Regions from separate parts of the Macaca mulatta genome. Here region 2 is linked to region 1. The links are chromatin contacts, called in public Hi-C maps. All regions are on one chromosome and are shown on one strand. The core of a region is the stretch at or near the end of the contact, and the rest is flanking DNA. Distances in the headings are between cores, read along the strand shown.

The links. A called contact is a pair of places that touch in the nucleus more often than the background predicts.
Region 2: a contact with region 1 is called in a Hi-C map of fetal cortex germinal zone, with 2.5 times the contacts expected there. The contact joins the promoter of VPS35L here to the promoter of GDE1 in region 1. A contact is called at or near these places in 2 of 14 Hi-C or Micro-C datasets (fetal cortex germinal zone and liver).

The regions. Positions count from the first base shown.
Region 1 is chr20:19,542,655-19,547,396 of T2T-MMU8v2.0, forward strand. GDE1 (glycerophosphodiester phosphodiesterase 1) reads right to left here and starts at 2,571. Exons shown (of 6, transcript NM_001260575.1): 1 at 2,290-2,571. The coding sequence starts at 2,550. CCP110 (centriolar coiled-coil protein 110) reads left to right here and starts at 4,570. Exons shown (of 13, transcript XM_077986357.1): 1 at 4,570-4,716.
Region 2 is chr20:19,578,480-19,582,804 of T2T-MMU8v2.0, forward strand. It overlaps VPS35L (VPS35 endosomal protein sorting factor like), which reads left to right and starts at 2,311. Exons shown (of 29, transcript XM_077986368.1): 1 at 2,311-2,349.

The DNA.
Region 1 (4,742 bases), core at 1,321-3,820:
GAAGTTGCAGTGAGCTGAGATTGCCCCACTGCACTCAAACCTGGCTGACAGAGAGAGACCTTGTCTCAAAAATAAATAAATAAACAAACAAATAAATAAAAGTATTGGTAAAGTCGAATGTATATATACATACATACATTTCTGACAGTGCTAGAATTTCTGGTAGATTATAAATGACATATACAAGGAAAAACTTGATAAATGTGAATTGAGTGTATTCCAAAAACAGATACACTATTATAAACAATGGCAAAGGAATGAAATTACACCCACAGTACATTCTCCACACGGGCCAGAGTGCAGCTTTAAAAGTATAAATCTTGGCCGGGCACGGTGGCTTACATCTGTAATCCCAGCACTTTGGGAGGCTGAGGCGGGCGGATCACCTGAGGTTGAGAGTTCAAGACTAGCCTGAACAACATGGCAAAACCCTGTCTCTACTAAAAAAATACAAAATTAGCTGGGCATGGTGGCACATGTCTGTAATCCCAGTTACTCGAGAGGCTGAGGCAGGAGAACCACTTGAACCCCGGAGGCAGAGGTTACAGTGAGCACAGATCGCGCCATTGAACTCCACCCTGGGCAACAAGAGTGAAACTCCATCTCAAAAAACAAACAAAAAAACCAAAACCAAAAAAAACCCCCATAAATTTAAATAAATAAATAAATTAATTTTTAAAATGTATAAATCTGGAGCCGGGCACGGTGGCTCATGCCTGTAATCCCAGCACTTTGGGAGACCAAGACGGGCGGATCACTGAAAGTCAGGAATTTGAGACCAGCCTGGCCAACATAGTGAAACCCTCCCTCTACTAAAAATAACAAAAATTAGCTGGGTGTGGTGGCAGGCACCTGTAATCCCAGCTACTTGGGAGGCTGAGGCAGGAGAATCACTTGAACCTGGTATACAGAGGTTGCAGTGAGCTGAGGTCATGCCAATGCACTCCAGCCTGGGCGACAGTGAGACTCCGTTTAAAAAAAAAAAACGAAAAAAAGGAAATGAGGGAGGCCAGGTGTGATGGCTCATGTCTGTAATCGTAGCACCTTAGGAGGTTGAGGCGGGAGGATCACTTTGAGGCCAGGAGTTTGAGACCAGTCTGGTCAACATAGCAGAACCCCGTCTCTACTAAAAATATAAAAATTAGCTGGGCGTGGTGGTGGGCGCCTGTAATCCCAGCTACTCGGGAGGCTGAGGCACGAGACTCGCTTGAACACGGAAGGCAGAGGTTGCAGTGCACGGAGATTGCACCACTGCACTTCAGCCTGGGTAAAAGAGTGAAACTCTGTCCACAAAAAAAAAAAAAAAAAAAAAAAAAAAAAAAAAAAAAAAAGAAGGAAGGAGAGAGAGAGAAAAAAAAAAAAAAAAAAGAAGAGAATCAGATACATTTACACAGATGCAAAAGCACCTAATCCACTGAAAAGCCCTCTCTGTAAGCTGTCATTATTATGAAGCCAGGAGAATGCCAAGAGCTGGGAGGTACCAAAAGTTTCAGGAGTGCCTTATGAAAAAGAGAGGGCAAAAATTGTTATGAGTCCAGCTGCCAGGCTTGTGCGAGTGCCAATGTGTGTGTCTGGGGAAAAGGTGATAAGGAAATTACTCACGTGACTCAGACGACAAGCAAAGGTATGTCCTGTGAAGGGTGAGCTATTTAGACTAACCTCAATTACTGACCAAGACCCTATTTGACCTGACCCATTTCCTACTTCATTCACACACCAGTCTTTGTTCTGTTCCTTGAAGTCCGGCCACACACTGCCTCTTCTGTTACCTGAACACCTCTATATTATTCCCATCTCAGGACCTTCTGCGTCTGCCTGGCTCCTTATAACTCCGGTTTCTGTTCAAATGTTGCTTCTTCGGAGACGATTTCTCTGGACTACTCCATCTAAATAAAATAGCGTAACTCCTCCCCTCGAGTTCCCCCGATTTCTTCATTGCACCTTTCACTCTCTTAAAGTTATCTCATTTACATGTTTACTTGTTTAAGGCTTGCCTCCCCCACTCCGATGTACACTCTGTAAACCAGGGACACTTTTGACCTTGTTCCTGGATGTAATCTCAACGTCAGTCCCACAGAAACGATATACATATCTGCTGTCGTCTGTAAATATAAAACCTGAAGTCGGGAGATCCCTAGACAGTGGGAGGGATCAAGGGCCGGGAGTGTGCCTTGTGGACGAATGAGGAAGTGGGAAGGTCGTCTTGAGTAGATCGGGGAACCCTGGGAAGGAAAAGTAGAAGTCCGAGCTCTCGGGAGGACCGAGGGGCGCGAGGCGTGGGTGTCTCACCTGCCGAATGGCCGCCAGCGTGTTCTCGGGCGCGTCGTGGCTGCCGCCGCGGTGGGCGATGGCAGAAATGCGGTCCCGGGGCTTGAGCACCTGCAGGACCCTGCAAGAGGGCACCGGCTCAAAGCTGAAGACGCGCAGCAGAACGAAGAGGCTGCCGGTGAGGAGGCAGGCATTGACCGGGCTTCGCGTCACCAGCAGCAGCACCAGCAGCAGGAAGGAGAAAGGGCCCAAGAGGCCGCCCTGGTCCTCCCACAGCCACATGCCGGCGCCCGCACCGGCACGGACTGGAGTCCCGGACCCGCCGGGCTCCCGGGGCAGGAGAGCGAGAAGCGAGGGGGAGGGTCCAAGGCACCGGCAGCAGCGGGCACCCTCTGAGTGGACCAGCGCCGCACAATGGCGGCAGCGGACACATCCAGAGAGGCAGTCGGCTGCCTAGCCAATCAGGGATCGGGATTCGCAGCGCTAGTAGGCGGAGCCGCTCCCTGGCAACGGGGGCGGGCCCAGGCCCCAGCCCCAGGCCCAGGCCCCAGACCCTAGACCCTAGGCTCACATTCCAAACCCAAAGTGGCTTAGGGTTTTCTGGGGTCTGAATTTCAACCTGGGCTTTCAGACTCCTAGGCGAGAAAAGGAGGGCTAAGAACCGTCCTAAAGCTGTAGGACTGGGAGGGATTTTAGTGACTCCTTTATCTGCCCTGGAGGAAACTGAAGTCCAGGGAACTTGGAGAGGCAGGATGCTTAGACTATCAGTTCAATTCAATTCAATTCCGTTCAGTTCAGTTCAGTTCAGTTCAGTTCAAGATGTACCAAATACCGGTCCAGGTGCTCCGGACACAGTTGAACAGGACCTACAGGGTTTTTGCTCTTACGGGACTCACATTCTCGTGGGTGGAAATAAAAGTGTTAGCAAGTACACCTAACGTTTACAGAGCACTTACCATGTCCTAGATACTTGGTGAGCAAACACTTTATATGCTTATCTCATTCTCAATACAGCCTAACAGTTATTATCTCAGGAGACTGATTTCAATCGACTTAATTTTCCTGATTCTGGGGGACTGGAAGAGCCTAGCAAAGAAGGCACAATCGGATTATAAAACTGGAAGGGGTTTTAAGGATTCCCTTATTTCATAGATGAGGAAACTGAGGATAGGTGAATTAAGCAGTTAATGGCAGGATGGGGACTGACATAAAGGCCTCCCTAGTGACTTGTGACATTTTCACTCCTCCTCCCCCTAATCTTACTTCTGCTAAGGGCTTTTGTACCAGGGGCTGTGCAAGAGTTACCTCAACTGTGCCTCACAACTACCCTTGTGATAGGCACCTTTAACCCACCATTTAACATATGCAAAAACAGGCACTGGAAGGAGGATAAGAGAGATAGACTGTAAAGCCGAGTTAGGCAATGAAAAGGGACCCCTGGACATATTTTGGAAGGCTGGTAACATTTTTATGTAGAGAACTTTCCAAAAAGATTCAGGGATTTTTCCGTTACCTTTTTTCCTTTAGTGCATTTTCCCACTGATTTGCAAAAGGGGATAAATGTCTTAAGCCTTCCAGTTGGCAACTAGGATTCAGCCTTTTTTATTTTTTATTTTTCCAGACAGTCTCACTCTATCGCCCAGGTTGGAATGCAGTGGTACAATCCCGGCTCACTGAAGCTTCGACCTCCTGGGCTCAAGCCATCTTCCGACCTCAGCCTCCCAAGTAGCTGGGACCACAGGCTAGCGCCACCCCACCCGGCTAATTTTTAAAATTTTTGTAGAGATGCCGCCGTCTCCCTTTGCTGCCCAGGCTGATCTCGAACTCCTGGGCTCAAGCGATCCTCCCGCCTCGGCTTCCAAAATGTTGGAATTATAGGCGTAAGCCATCACCCCGGGTGGGTTCAGCGTTTTTATCTACAAGAAAATATTTTGGTGAATGTTACATGTTTTATAACGGCTACATAGAAAGGGGTTATCTTTATACACATAAGAAAAAAATGGCAACCTCAAGGAACACTTCAGGGGGCTTCAGACCCTGAGGGGTGGTCCTATTATACTAAATAAGTACATTTATTAATACAGTCTAGTCTGTAGCTTGCATTGAAGACTACGTTTCCCGGCGTGCAGCGTGCTGTCCGTAAGCATTACGTCCTCCATCGCGGGCGCGCAATGCACCTCGGGGATTGTAGTGTTCTGGTGGCCCAACGGTTTTAACAGCCCTGGAAGCAACCACCGGAAGTGCCGGCCCTGAGAGGTGGAGTCGGGGTGGCCGCGGCGGCGGTTGCCAGGAGCCCGCGTTGCCGCTTGAGATCTGTAATATGGCGGGGAGGAGGAGGAGAAGGCGGCGGCGGACCGAGCTGCGCTCTGTCAGTACCATTTGAGCCATTCGCTTCCTGACAAGGCCCGTGGCGAGGGGAGAGGACCTGAAGGGGCCGTGGGGGATCAGGTGTGTGCATAAGGAGGGGGCTCGAG
Region 2 (4,325 bases), core at 1,061-3,560, 36 kb after region 1:
AAGTGCCAGACACTATTTTGTGCTTTTGATGGATTTTTATTTATATACTTTTTTTTTGCTTATTTTTGAGTGGAATGTTCATTAATGTAAATTGTATTTATTTTTATACTTTTATTTTCACTAGTTTTGTTTCTAGGCAAAAAGCAAAATAAACTTTCATCTTAAAGAAAATCTAGTTTGATTGTTTTTATTTACCAGGGGAAGGACTATTAAGAAACAGATAGGCCGGGCATGGCGGCTCATGCCTGTAATTCCAGCACTTTGGGAGGCCAAGGCGGGTAGATCACGAGATCAGGAGTTTGAGACCAGCCTGGCTAACATGGTGAAACCCCGTCTCTACTAAAAATACAAAATTAGCTGGGCGTAGTGGTGCATGCTTGTAGTTCCAGCTACTTGGGAGGCTGAAGCAAGAGAATCGCCTGAGCCTGGGAGGCAGAGGCTACAGTGAGCTGAGATTGTGCCACTGCACTCCAGCCTGGGAGACAGAGCGAGACTCCATCTCCAAACAAAAAAGAAATAGATATTAGCCAGGCATGGTGGTTCACATCTGTAGTCCTAGGGACTCTGGAGGCTGAGGCAAGAGGATCACTTGAGCCCAGGAATTACAGGCCCCAGTGAGCTATAATCGCACCACTGCACTCCAGTGTGAGTGAGGCTTTATCTCCAAAAAAAAAAAAAAAGAAAAGAAAAAAGAAAAATAGATATTGAAAAGTATTTGGCCAAAACAAATATTGTATATAATCGTTCTTTACAATTACAAGTTCTATGAAAGATATATCTCATTATTTAATATATCCCCTGGGCCAGGTGCAGTGGCTCACGCCTGTAATCCCAACACTTTAGGAGGCCAAGGCGGAAGGATCACCTGAAGTCGGGAGTTTGAGACCAGCCTGGCCAACATGGTGAAACCCCATCTCTACTAAAAGTTGGACATTTCAGAAGGTAAAACTCAAGCTGGAAATGTCTTAACTTATTAAGAGAGAGAAGCCTGCTAAGGGAAGGAGAGGGAGAAAAGAATACGAAGGTTGAAGCTCACATCAAGGCTGTTAATTTGCACAACTTTAAGAATCCTCCTCTTGTTACTGCCTAATCATGTAATGTGAGCCTAGGAAAAGGCTCCTCACCTTGACCTCTTATTGAGATGTTGCATGTGATAACATGCAAGGCTGTATGGGAAGAGCTCCTCGCTTTCCCCTGGCCACCCTTTAACCCTTGTTCACTTCCAGTGTTGGGAACAGTAGGTACGACTGGAAATACTTTCCTACCTATACTGAGCTGAACACTGGAGGGCCCGTTCCGGAGATGATCCTTTTCCCTGTCATAGGTCACCATCCCATGAACAACCACAGACCACCACCCCCGAATGAAAAGTAAGAGTTATAAAAACATTGAATGCTTTCTCTCTAAGGGACCATAATGGATAAGTAGGTTATAAAAATAATAATTTAAAAAAAATTTTTTTGAGACTGAGTTTCGCTCTTGTAGCCCAGGCTGGTCCTGAACTCCTGACATCAGGTGACCCATCGGCCTCAGCCTCCCAAAGTTCTGGGATCATAGGCCTGAGCCACCGCTCCCGGCCTAAAATAATTTTAAAAACGTTCTGGGGTCGAAATTGATATCCACCTTCCTAGAAACTGCTTTGCCAAGTTGGAGGAAATGCGAACCCTAATTTCCCCCCCGTGCATTATTGGCAGTCAATCATATTGGATCTAGGGCAGCCCTTGGTTGCTAGTCGTGGGAAGGGCATTCTGGAAGTGCCTAAAACCGCCCGCAAAGCAGTGGGTAAAGCAGCGGCCTAGAGGGGGCATGGCTGACCCACGCCAAACAGCGCATTAGCCGCAAAACCAGGTGCTGGCGGAACCTCAGTTTGCGTCTTCGCTCCGCCGCCTTCTGGAGTCCTTTCCGCCCCTAGGGGACGCAGGTGGGCTAAACAGCAGTCAAGCCCTTCACCATCATGACGCCCGCAGGCGGGACCACCCGGCACTGTAGACAGCTGCCCTTTACAATCATGGCTCACAGAAACTCTAGGGCACGCTGGCCGTGACCGACGCTGCTCCTCAGAAGCATGGCGCCGGCGGAAGTTGTAACCTGGGCTGTCCGGAGTGGGTAGCTGCCCCTTACAAGCATGGCGTCAGCTGAAAATGAAGTCTGTACTGTGCGGAGCGTCGCCTGCCCCTCACAAACATGGCGCCCGCAGAAGGTGCAGTGCGGACTTAGTGGGGCGGGGCAGGTGCCCTTCACAAACATGGCGGCCGGGGTTGAGGGGCGTGGCGGGGTCTGGATGGGAAGCCAAGCAGACGGCCCCAGAACAAGCGGTCATGTGACTGGGAAGATGGCGGTCTTTCCTTGGTAAGGAAGCAGCGGCGGGTGGGCTTCTGGGAGGGGCTGTTTTAGTTGTGATGGGGTCGGCCTGGGTCTGAGAGTGTGAATTCCTCTCTGTCTGGTTATGGTGGTCGACCGCCCACCCCCAAGTTGTCTTGACCGTAGAATCCCTGCCCGCTACCGCGGTTCAGTGGAGCAGTCTGAAGCCAGACCGGCGGGTTCTTGGTTCTCCCCCCGTCTGCTGCCTCTCTGCGCCTTCCACGGGTCCCTGTCCATTCATTCCTTAAAGAAGACTTGAGTTTCCAGGCTTCCGCGTCCCCAGAAGTTGGCGCGGGTTCTGGGGTTGCTGGATGAGGGTAATGGTGGGCTCAGCTCTAAGTCTGGACGAGTCGGGAGACCTGGCTGTTGGTCAGTGTCCTGAGCTCCTCTGTTCACCTGGAGACTTGCTTTTCTCATCTGTAAAATGGCCGCCATTCATCCTACCCTAAGCACAGCCCTCAGACTTATTCCTTGGCCTCAAGGAGCTCACAGTATAATGGAGCAGACACACAGTAGAGGGGATGTCCAAAGAAGGCATTCGGCTGAGGCACCAAGAAGGGAGTGATTATCCCCACCAAGGGGCTGGGGGAAGGCTTCAAAGAGGAACAATTATTCCTGTTATTGGATCTAGGGCAGTTATTCCTTCAAAGAGGAACAGTTAATCCTCCAAATTGGGTCTTGGAGAATGAACAGGAGTTCACCATAGGGGAGGGCGTGGCGTGTGCGTGGTTGGCAGGCCCTTAGGTCCCTTGTGTGGAGTAGCTAGGAGTGAGTGACTGAAGCGTCAGGGTTCAGCAGGTGGTATGTGTGTGAGTGAAGAACTTGAGCAAGTTTGTGTTGGTGATGATAGTGGGATTTGAGGACGGAGAATCTCTCAGAAAGCGAGATAATTTACTTTCTCTTCAAATGATGTGAAGTAGCTTAGATTAAATGAGCAAATGAAAGACCTTAGAAATAATCAGGTACAACCTTCTGCTTTTGTGCTTGACAAACAGTTGATTTCGTCTTATTCCTTTCACTTTTCCAACACTTAAGAGACTGCTTCCTTGACACGCTACATCAGCATTGAATGCCTCTGAGCACTTCCACGGCCTGAGTTTTCTTTCAGTTAATAGTCATGCTGGCTAGGTACGGTGGCTCACGCCTCTAATCCTAGCACTTTGGGAGGCCGAGGCTGGCGGATCACCTGAGGTCAGGGGTTCGAGACCAGCTTGGCCAACATGGCGAAACCTAGTCTCTACTAAAAACACAACAATTAGCTGGGTGTGGTGGCACGCACCTGTAATCCCAGCTACTCGGGAGGGTGAGGCAGGAGAATCGCTTGAACCTGGGAGGTGGAAGTTGCAGTGAACTGAGATCGTGCCACTGCACTCCAGCCTGGGCAACAGAGTGAGATTCTGTCTCAAAAAAATAATAAAAATAAAAAAGTCATGCTAGCTTGACCAAAAAGCTTATCAAAAACATGGGAAACGTTTGACTTCAGCGGATTTATCTGGAGTTTGCAATAAAAAAATCCAGGGAGATGTTGTCTTAATCTCTGCATCCCAGTACATTTTTACCTTTGGCATTTTAATTTTATATTATAAGCAGGCAAACAGGTGCCATAACGCTTTTATTGTTCAGGGTCTCTATAGTTCCTAATCTGGCCATGCGCTAAACATTTTGTTGTTGTAGCTTTTGTTGAGACGGAGGCTCACCCAGTCTTGAGTGCAGTGGCCTGATCTTGGCTCACCGCAACCTCCACCTTCGGGTTCAGGCGATTCTTTGCCTCAGTCTCCCGAATAGCTAGGATTACAGGCGCACACCCTCACGCCTGGCTAATTTTTGTATTTTTAGTAGAGACGGGGTTTCACCATGTTGGCCAGGCTGGTCTGGAACTCCTGACCTTAAGTGATCCGTCCACCTCGGGTTCCCAAAGTGCTGGGATTACAGGCGTGAGCCACCGCGCCTGGCCCGTGCTCTAA